Linked DNA regions of Oryctolagus cuniculus: region 2 is linked to region 1. The links are chromatin contacts, called in public Micro-C maps. All regions are on one chromosome and are shown on one strand. Each heading gives the region's core, a stretch centred on a gene start, on an enhancer-like site or on the middle of the called end of the contact. The rest is flanking DNA. Distances are from core to core; before and after follow the strand shown.

Region 1 (4,868 bases), core at 1,299-3,798:
GGCGGGTCCCGCCACGCCGCACCGTTGCCACGAAGGGTCAACGTGCTCGACGCGCAGCCGGCCGCCACCTCTTAGTGGTCCTCAGATGGACACAGACAGTATGGGGAAACGCTCCCCTCCAGGTCTTCGCAAGGGATCGCAGGTGGGGGTGGGGCGGAAAGGCCAATGGGCGGCCCGCAGCCCCGCGTCGGGGACCGCGGGACGAACCCCGGGGGCGCGCCCCGTCAGCTGCAGGACCGCCTGGCGGCGGGGGGGGGGCGCGTAGGGTCGCCCGGAGCCAGCACCCCCAGGGGTGTGGAGCAGCCGCCAGCGCCAGCGGGGCGCGAGGTCGCGGCGGGCCCGGCAGCTGCGGTGCGGGGCGGTGCGGGGCGGTGCGGAGCCGCTGGCGCCCACCCCGGGTCGCGGCTCACCCGGCGCCTCCCTCCCGGCCGCGCCCCCCGCGCCGCGGCGCTCACCTTGCCGGGGAAGGGCCCCGGGAGGAGCAGCTTCAGGGCTTGCCTCTTCAGCTCCACCAGGCGGGCGTTGCAGTTCTCGCACCAGACGCCGCGGTCCGAGCCGGGGGAGGAGCCGCCGCCGCTGCCCGAGCCCGGGGAGCCCGTGCCGAAGCCCGGCGAGCCGCCCAGGGAGCCCGGCGAGCTGGTGCCAATGCCCGGGGAGGCGGGGCCCGGGGAGCCCGTGAAGGAGCTCGGGGACGAGGTGCCCGAGCCGGGGGACGGGGTCCCGGACGAGCCGAGCGCCGAGCCCGCGCCCTCGGGGGTGGGCCGGCTGCCGGCGCGCGACTCCTCATACGCTTTCCGGTACCAGCTCTCAGGGGAGAAGGGCGCCGCGGGCTTGGTGGGCGAGCAGACTTCATTCACCTGCGGGCGAGACACGCGGCGTCAGGAGCTGCGGGGCGGTTGCTCGCGCGCACCGGAGCTGGCCCGGCTGGGGGTGCTCGCCCGCGGGGGCACTCAGTCGCCGCCGAGGGTCTGGCGAACGCCCAAGGGCGCCGCTTCGGGAGCGCTCTAAGGCCTGCGGCCAAACAGTCCTGCCTCCATCTGTGTCGCTAACTGCCCCCAAGTGAGTCCCCACCGCCCGAGTCACCCCTTGCGCCCGTCCCCGGTCGCCGGCGGACTCCTCTGGGGTCAGGAGAAGGGCTCGTTGGGGGACTAGGGGGGTGGCACCCAGCCGTCTCTGCAGGGGGAGGCCGCAGATTGGGCGCCCCGCGCTTTGGAACCAGGCACCCACCCAAGCGAGAGCCCAGGATAAAAGATCTCCGAAGACCCTTCGCGGGGCGGGGGAGACGGTGATCTGGGGGCTTTTTTATTCACTCGGGCGCAAGCCCTCCGTATCCCGCAAGTCACAGGAGGGGTCTCCAGGCTCCAGGGAGACGACCCGAGGAACCGCAGAGAATCCACGGGAGACCCTTCCCCTCGGGCTTAACTCTGCCTGGAAGTCCAGGAATGCTGCAAAAGTTCCCGGTGCCGGGATGAGGCAGGGACCAGAGGACGCGGAGCACTGCGAGAGCGAGGCGAGCGCGCACGGCCCGGCGGAGGCGCAGCTGCCGCGGGAGCAGGGCTCGGGGCCGCGCGCTGGCCACCGGCGCGCGGGGCCGCACGTCCCGGGAAGGGGCCGGCCGGCCGGGATGGGCCTGGAAAGGCGTCTCCGCGCCGTGCCCGGCGCAACTTACCCCGTATTTCTTGCCCCTGCTGGAGACCGCAAGCCTCTCTTTATTCCCAGCTACGGAATTCATCGTGGCTTCTCCGGAGCAGAGCGTCTCGGGGTTCCTTCCAGCACGGCTGCATCCAAAGGGGGAGGGGGGTCTCGAGACCCAGACGCGCCCCGGGTTGCAGGGGGTTGTTCTTGGCCCGCAAGTCAAGGTTTCCTAGCCGGGGGGAGGGGGCATAAAAGCCAAGTCACGGGAGCAGTGAGGCTGCGGGGAGGGTGGAGGTGGCCGGTTATTCTTCTCTTCCGATGCGTTTCATCCTCGCGCCGTGCCTCCTCCGGGCACGCGTTCTCTGCCGGCAGTCACAGCCAGACGGCCGGCCTATTCCTCGGCCCCGCACCGGGAAACGCAGGGGTGCGATCCAGACTCGCAGCCCCGCAGGACGCCGGCGAGCCCGGGCCCCGGCCGGCGCGTGAACTCCGTCCGCCCAGCCCGCGGGGGGTGGGGGTGGGGGTGGACTTGTCTCCTTCACCGAGCGCGGTAACTGAGTTCAAAAGAAATTCTCCCAAAATATAAAGATCCAGGCTCGGGGAGGAGCCTCGGCGTGTCGCCGAGCCAATATGCGCCGGCCCGCTTCGCCTGACAGTTGCGCGAGGGCAGGGAGAGGGGCGGCTCCGCGTGGCCCGCGCCGTCCGCGGTCAGCGCGCGCGTGTGCGCCCGGCTGCCGCGCCGAGCCCCGGGAGCCGCGGCCCCGCCACCCGGGGGCCCGCCGCCTGCCTGCCGCCGCCGCCGCCGCCGCCGCGCCGGCCGGGATCCATTTTATGCCGCGGCGCCGCTCCTGCCTGACATTGCGCGACCGAGCGCTGGGGCGGGGGTGGGGTCATAAATCCCGCAGGGTGCGGGGAAGTTGCTGGCTGGCAGCCCGCCCGCCGCCCGGGGCGCTGGTGACCCCGCGCTGCGCCCGCCGGGGACTGCGGGGCAGCGCCGAGCGAGCGCGGCTGGACGGAAGTGCTGCGCCCGAGCCGCCCCCGCCCCCAAATTCTTTCTCTTCCTGGCGAGGCTTGCAGGTCTGCCTTTGAACCGCCGCGTGAAAGGGACTGAGTCACAAACAAGTCCGCAAACACACCGGGGCCTCCCCCCCGCCCTTTGTTCTCCGAGACCTGCCCTCCCGCACCCCCAGCCCCGCGCAGCGCCGCGGCCCCTGGCGCCCCGCCCGCAAGCTGCGCCTCGCCGCGCCGCCCCGGCCTGGGACAGGTGGGCCCGGAGACCCCCCGCGGGCCGCCGCCGAGCCGAGGACACGCAGCGCGGACGGCGCGGGCCTGCGCAGGGGGTGTGGCGCGCGAGCTGGCTGCGGCCGCCGCGTGCCGGGGGCTCGGTGCTCACCAAGCCCGCCGCCTCCCGCACCCGGGCCCCGCAGTCGTCGCCCCCTCGGCGGTCGCCGCGCCCCGCCCCGGAGCGATCGGCGGAGGCTAGGCGCCACACGTGGCCGCGCCGGGGCGTCATTTTTTCATCTCCCAGGAGGACATTTCTCTTGGCGAGCCGGCAGGTCCGTTTTGTCGTGACCTTTGATTTAACACCCTCGAGACGGCCCCGCGCGGGCCCGGGGATCACGTGGGACGTAGTGGCATCTCCACGCCCGGGAGCCGTGGCCCAGCGCGGCCAGGGCGCACGGGATGGCCGGGGCTGCGCCGCCGCCGGCCTCCTCCTGCCACAGGGAGGAGGCCCGTGGAGCCGGGAAGAGCGGCCATCGCAGATCGGGAGCCCAGGGGCGACGCCGCCCCGGCTGCCTTCCGCGGGGAGATTCGCGCCGCGCCTCCCGGCGCCGCAAGCCCCCGCGTGGGAACATTTCACAGCTACCCAAGCGCGGTAAAGAGACCAAAATGAAAAGCCCGACAACACTGTGGAAGTTCCCATCGCATTCCCACTTGCACCGTGAACGCCAGCCTCTCAGTAGAGGACCCGAGTGGGGGGCAGGTACACCTCCCCGCCGCGCGCGCCGCCGCCCAGCCACATCTGTATTCCGCCAAGACGTCGTGCCAAACACTCTGGCCATGAGCGGCGAGCGTGGTCCGGCCCCAGGGACCAGCCAAAGAGGGGGAGCCCGTGTGGGCAAGGCCCGAGTGTGGAGGGGGAGCCGCCGCGGAGCTGCGCTGCGCCGCGCTGCGCACCTTGGAGACCCGCGAGCCCAGGGCTGGGCCCATCTGCATCCCCCAGCAGCCGGGGCCCAAATGTGCGTATTGGCGGGCTCGGAGCGCCCTCTGTTGCCGAAAGGGTAGGACCGCAGGCCCGGCGATAGGGATTCCAGGGTTTTTCAAGTTGATGGAGACGTTATCTGCGGCGACACGAGCTCAGGTTCAGTGTTCAATTCTGTAGATTTACACAAGTGGGTGCTCGCCGTTAAGCTGCTTCCTCAATAGAGAGATACATGTCCGTCGTCCCCTGTCTCTCCCCTGGCAGTCTCCACCCTTCATAAGCAGCCACTGTTCTCATTTCCAACCCCATAGATGAGTTTTGACTGACCTTGGTTTTTGTTTTTATCCATAGAATCCACGTAGGATAACTCTTGTGTTTGGATTTTTTTTCATTTAATATAGTTTTTTTTCTATTTAAAAAATATTTATGCCGGCGCCGCGGCTCAATAGGCTAATCCTCTGCCTGCGGCACCAGCACCCCGGTTTCTAGTCCCGGTCAGGGCGCCGGATTCTGTCCCGGCTGCTCCTCTTCCAGTCCAGCTCTCTGCTGTGGCCAGGGAGTGCAGTGGAGGATGTCCCAAGTACTTGGGCCCTGCACCCGCATGGGAGACCAAGAGAAGCACCTGGCTCCTGGCTTTGGATCAGCGCGGTGCACCGGCCACAGGGGCCATTGGGGGGGAGTGAACCAACGGCAAAGGAAGACCTTTCTCTCTGTCTCTCTCTCTCACTGTCCACTCTGCCTGTCAAAAAAAAGTTTATTTATTTGAAAGAGTTACAGAAAAAGAGAGAGGGAGAGAGAAGAGAAGTCTTCCATCCACTAATTCACTCCCCAAATGGCCACAACAGCCAGAGTTGGGACAGGTGGGAAGCCAGGAGCCAGAAGCTTATTCCTGGTCTCCCACATGGACGCAGGGGCCCAGGGACCTGGGCCATCTTCCAGTGCTTCCTCAGGCCACAGCAGAGAGCTGGAGTGAGCAGCAGGGACATGAGCAGGTGCCCACATGGGACGCCAGCATCAAGAGCAGTGGCTG
Region 2 (4,762 bases), core at 1,691-4,190, 1.5 Mb before region 1:
GCAGAAAGGTGGGGCGCAGTTTTCTGTGCAGGGAGGGGCTGGCTCCTCCCGAGGCCCGGGTGTGGCTCTGTCAGGGTGTTTGGGGTACCCTGCACCCCAGGCCGCTTCCTTTACCAAACCCAGAGCAGCCGTCAAGGCACTGCTTCTTCACTGGCCCCACAAGCGTTTGCCCTCCTCTCATACTAGCAAGTGCCTAAGGCAGGTGCAAATGGAATACCTTGGGCTCCAGACGGACAAACCTGCTTTTAAGCCCCAGCTTAGCCAGCTGCTGTGCCAGTGACCTTGAACGACTTGATTAACTTCTCTGACCTAGAAGATGGGGTTGATGATACCTGAGAGAGAGGTCTTCCATCCGCTGGTTCACTCCCCAAATGGCCGCAATGGCCAGGGGTGGCCCAGTCTGAGCCAGGAGTGAGGAGCTTCCCTGGGTCTCCTACATGGGTGCAGGGGCCCAAACACCTGAACCATCTGCTGCTGCTTTCCCAGGTGCATTAGCAGGGAGCTGGATCAGAAGTGGAGCAGCTGGGACTTGAACCAGAGTCCATATGAGATGCTGATGCTGCAGAGGGCAGCTTTACCTGCTACGCCACAGCGCCGGCCCGGTGATACTTGCTTTTATTTTGGAGGACATGTCCTGCAGGGTTGAAGGACCAGGAGGCCTGAGTTCAGGTTCTGGCGTAGTGACTTGAGAAGTCACTGCATCTCCTTGCGTCAAGGTTTCTTCATCGCTCCTGTGGGGATATACACTTGCCTCACAGGACTAACAGAGACTTAAGTAGGGTGGCTTTCTAATCCCAGGCCTGTGACATGGTGTCGCGGTGGCTGCTGCTCACTCCTCACGCACACTGCACTTGCTGCCAGGAACAGACTGCAGCCGTATATTCTCTTACTTCTTGTGAACGTTATGTTTGTTGGCCTTGTCTCCACAACAAGATGTTAAACTTTATAAGGTCATGGATCATGTTGCCTAGCACCACGCCCAGCACACACTAAGCACAGAACAAACAGTTCTCTGTGCCAAGTACCAAGGCTGGGAAACCCGGATCCTGGCACTTTTATGGATTCGGCCAACATTTGAAGAGCTATGTTCAGGCTCATCACGTCTAGGACTCTTGCCTTTTTAGGATTTAAACTATCTGTGTGGGGCCAGCACTGTGGCATAGCAGGTAAAGTCGCCGCCTGCAGTGCCAGCATCCTGTATGGGCACCGGTTAAAGTTCCGGCTGCTCCACTTCCAATCCAGCTCTCTGCTGTGGCCTGGGAAAGCAGTAGAAGATGGCCCAAGTCCTTGGGCCCCCGCACCCACGTGGGAGACCTGGAAGAAGCTCCTGGCGCCTGGATTCAGATCAGCTCAGCTCTGGCTTTTGTGGCCATCTGCGCGGAGTGAACCTGTGGATGGAAGACCTCTCTCTCTCTCTCCCTCTCTACTTCTCTCTCTCTTTCTCCCTCTCTCTCTCTCTCTTTCCCTCTCTCTCTCTCTCTTTCCCTCTCTCTCTCCCTCCCTCTCTGTAGCTCTGCCTTTCAAATTAATAAATCTTAAAAAAAATAAGTATGTGAGCCTGCCACAGAGCCTGTATATGAAACAACTGCACAGAGCTTTTTTTTTTTTTTTTTTTTTTTGACAGGCAGAGTGGACAGTGAGAGTGAGACAGAGAGAAAGGTCTTCCTTTGCCGTTGGTTCACCCTCCAATGGCCGCCGTGGCTGGCGCGCTGCTGCCGGCGCACCGAGCTGATCCAGAAGCAGGAGCCAGGTGCTTCTCGTGGTCTCCCATGGGGTGCAGGGTCCAAGCACTTGGTCCATCCTCCACTGCACTCCCTGGCCACAGCAGAGAGCTGGCCTGGAAGAGGGGCAACCAGGACAGAATCCGGCGCCCCGACCGGGACTAGAACCCGGTGTGCCGGCGCCACAAGGCGGAGGATTAGCCTATTGAGCCACGGTGCCAGCCACAGAGCTCTTTTGAACAACCATCCTCAGGTTCACAAAGCTACACGTGGGAGAAACGGGATTTGAGCCTAGGTCTTTCTGAGCCTGGAGCTCTTGCCCATGACCATGACACCACCCTGTCTCCCTGGTAGTGCTGCCCATGCAAGCACTTCACAGCACAATTGGCCCATATTAAGTACTCAATACAAGGCGGCTCTCTTCTTTCTGTCGAGACTGCTGCTTGGGGCACCTGCATTGCACACTGGAGTGTCTGGGATGGCGTTCTGCCTGGGCTTCTGATCCTGCTTCCTGCTATTGTGCCTTGGAGGTAGCAAGTGATGGCCCAAGTACTTGGGTTCCTACCACCTATGTGTGAGGCCCAGATGGAGTTCTGGGCTCCTATCTTTGGCCTGGCCGAGCCCCAGCTGTTACAGACATTTGGAGAGGAAACCAGTGGAGATGCAAGATCTCTCTGTCTCTCTGTCTGTCTCTGTCTTTTCCTATCTCTGTCAATCTGGCTTTCAGATCCATCTGTCAATCAGTTTGTTTTTTAAACAGAAGTGTATTGGTGAGTTGGTCTCTGCACCCGTGCAGGGGAACAGAGTGCATGTAAAAGCTCATCCCTGCCCTCTGGTGATCCTAATGTGCTGCAGAGAAGCCTCACGGAGCTGGGGCCTTTCCAGCAGAGCCTCTGGAGGAAGGCTGAGTTTTAGGCCACACGTGAGAAGGGGGCATTGAAGTGCCTCATCCAAGCACGCGGAGCCCCCTGCCACGGTGTCACCTCCCACATTCCTGGGAGAGCTGCTCCCCCGGGGAGGGCACAGGAAGGCAAGGAGAGGACCTGGACGCTAAGCCTGGTGTTCCCCGGGGACAGATGCCTCTGCGTGTGTTCCCTGTCCCCATGCTGAAACCCTCAGCCTATGACCCATCCGTGGAGAGGGACACTCTCAGCCGAGGCCTGGTGTCTGAGAAACAGCAGTGTGCGCCTGCCACAGGGCCTGCGTATGAAACATGCACAGAGCTATTTTGAGCCACCACCCTCAGGAATCCTGATCTCCCCACTTACATAACTGGAACGAGGTCACCAAGTACTCCCAGCAGTGTCAGAAGAAATGCCTCGTCGGGGGAGGGCACCAACTCCGGAGTCACAGAGAGGAGCCCTTCCTTCGCCCTGGGTTAATCCATCTACATCCAAGGGACAGCTGAGGACAGGAGAGACGTGGACAGGAACTACGTGGACCAAGCACTTTCTTTTAAAATTAGCAAGGCCACAGAAGAAAGGTGAAATCACCAGATCCTCCGGTTCTGGCTTTGGTAATATGCTGCCGATGGTAGCCATGGAAACCAGCAGAGGTGTCAAATCTTAGCTCTCACAGTCAGAAGGGAACCTGAAGTTATTCTGATCCGGGTGTTTTCTTCCTAAATAGAAACTGGATTAAACCTAACCGGGCCGCAAGCTTTCCCCCGCTGCCTGCCTTGGAATGTCTCAGTTTCTTTCTTTCTGATTACCCAGAACCTAGTCATGCATCAGGATTCGATTCTGCTGGTCTGTGAAGTGTTAAATGAGCCTGGGTTAGGTAAGAAAAGGAGAGAAACTGACAGCGGGCATTCATCACCCTATGTGGGCGGGAGGCCTGAGATGTCCTGACGGCATTCAGGGGCTCACGGGGGTGTTCAGTATCTCTGCATCGTGGTGGCCGCCACAGCCCGAGCCGCGTCCTTGGCAGGGACTCTGACAGTAGGCAGTTCTCACATTCATCCAGCTTCCGTGCGAGGAAGAGAGGAAGTTGGCTTCAGGATGAAAAAAAAAAAAAATCCCAGATGGCTCCTGGGAGCCTCAGCTTGGAACCGCTGAGGGCAAGCGTGTGAGGTGGGACTGGCGAGGCTGGGGTGAGGAGCGGCCCGCGGGGATCATGAGTGGTGTGGGCAGCAGCCGCTCCCTGCACACACAGGTCCTCTGCCCAAGCGCCTCCGCGGCCTCATCAGTACGTGCCTCAGACACCAGGTGTTGCCAAGGCTCTGAAAGGCGACTTCTGTCTCGGGTGTGCGTCCGGCTAGCAGCAGAACCACCGTTCCTTCTGGGTCTGACCAAGCGAGAGAAATCACACAGTAGTTCAACCAGAGAAACTTTAATAAAAAGAATTACTAACTATAAGGGTGCAGGATTGAGAGATTGCCTGGTAAGAAATAAAGAGAACTCTAATGACTATGGAAAGAATGGATCCAAGAGCCACCCTGAGGCTGAAAGACAACACCCAGGGAAAATCCCCAGACCCAGACCCAGCTCTGTGCAGACAGGATCGAGATGTTGTGCTGGTGGAAATCTGCCCTCTGAAGTGCTAGAGACAGCTGTCCACTGGGGAGGTGTCCGCATCACTAGACAGGGAGCAGTAGAGGAGGGGCACTGGCTAGGGCAGGGGGAAGCCATCTGCTGGCTGCAGCTGGCCGCTGACCCTTGCAGGAGCTGGATGCTGGCAGGCCTGCCCAGTGAGCACCCCTGAGTCAGGAAGCAAACAAGCCTCCATTCCTTCTGCAGGGCCCCCAGTGCCCTCAAACTTCAGTGCCAGCCCAGGCCGCGCAGGAGAATGTGTCTGCAGGCCCAGACCCATCTTCACAGAGCAGTGCAGAAGGGCGAACCTGAAGTGCAGAGCCCAGAAGCTAACAAGCTGCCCTGTGTCTGAGACAACCACTCTCCTTTCGGAAATAGACAGAGGCGCGCTGAAGGGACCAGTGAGTAGAATTTAGCACCTGTTCTGTGCTGTGCTTAGATTTGCATTGCATGGAAATCAGGTGTGGTGGGAAGTTTCTGAAGAGCCCTGTGACTGTGGAGAAAAGCTCT

What was found. A called contact is a pair of places that touch in the nucleus more often than the background predicts.
Region 2: a contact with region 1 is called in a Micro-C map of ear pinna, with 8 times the contacts expected there. The contact joins the enhancer-like site here to the promoter of KIF26B in region 1. A contact is called at or near these places in 2 of 6 Hi-C or Micro-C datasets (ear pinna and an unstated tissue).

Annotation. Positions count from the first base shown.
Region 1 is chr13:65,144,327-65,149,194 of mOryCun1.1, reverse strand. It overlaps KIF26B (kinesin family member 26B), which reads right to left and starts at 2,548. Exons shown (of 15, transcript XM_051820805.2): 1 at 1,670-2,548; 2 at 456-857. The coding sequence starts at 1,732.
Region 2 is chr13:66,618,724-66,623,485 of mOryCun1.1, reverse strand. No RefSeq gene overlaps it. Among named protein-coding and RNA genes, the nearest start is that of SCCPDH, 29 kb to the left of the region's middle. Within about 2 kb of position 2,940, at least 2 of the 8 cell types and tissues checked have an H3K27ac peak or open chromatin away from gene starts, as enhancers often do. A contact at or near this core is called in ear pinna, where this site is marked.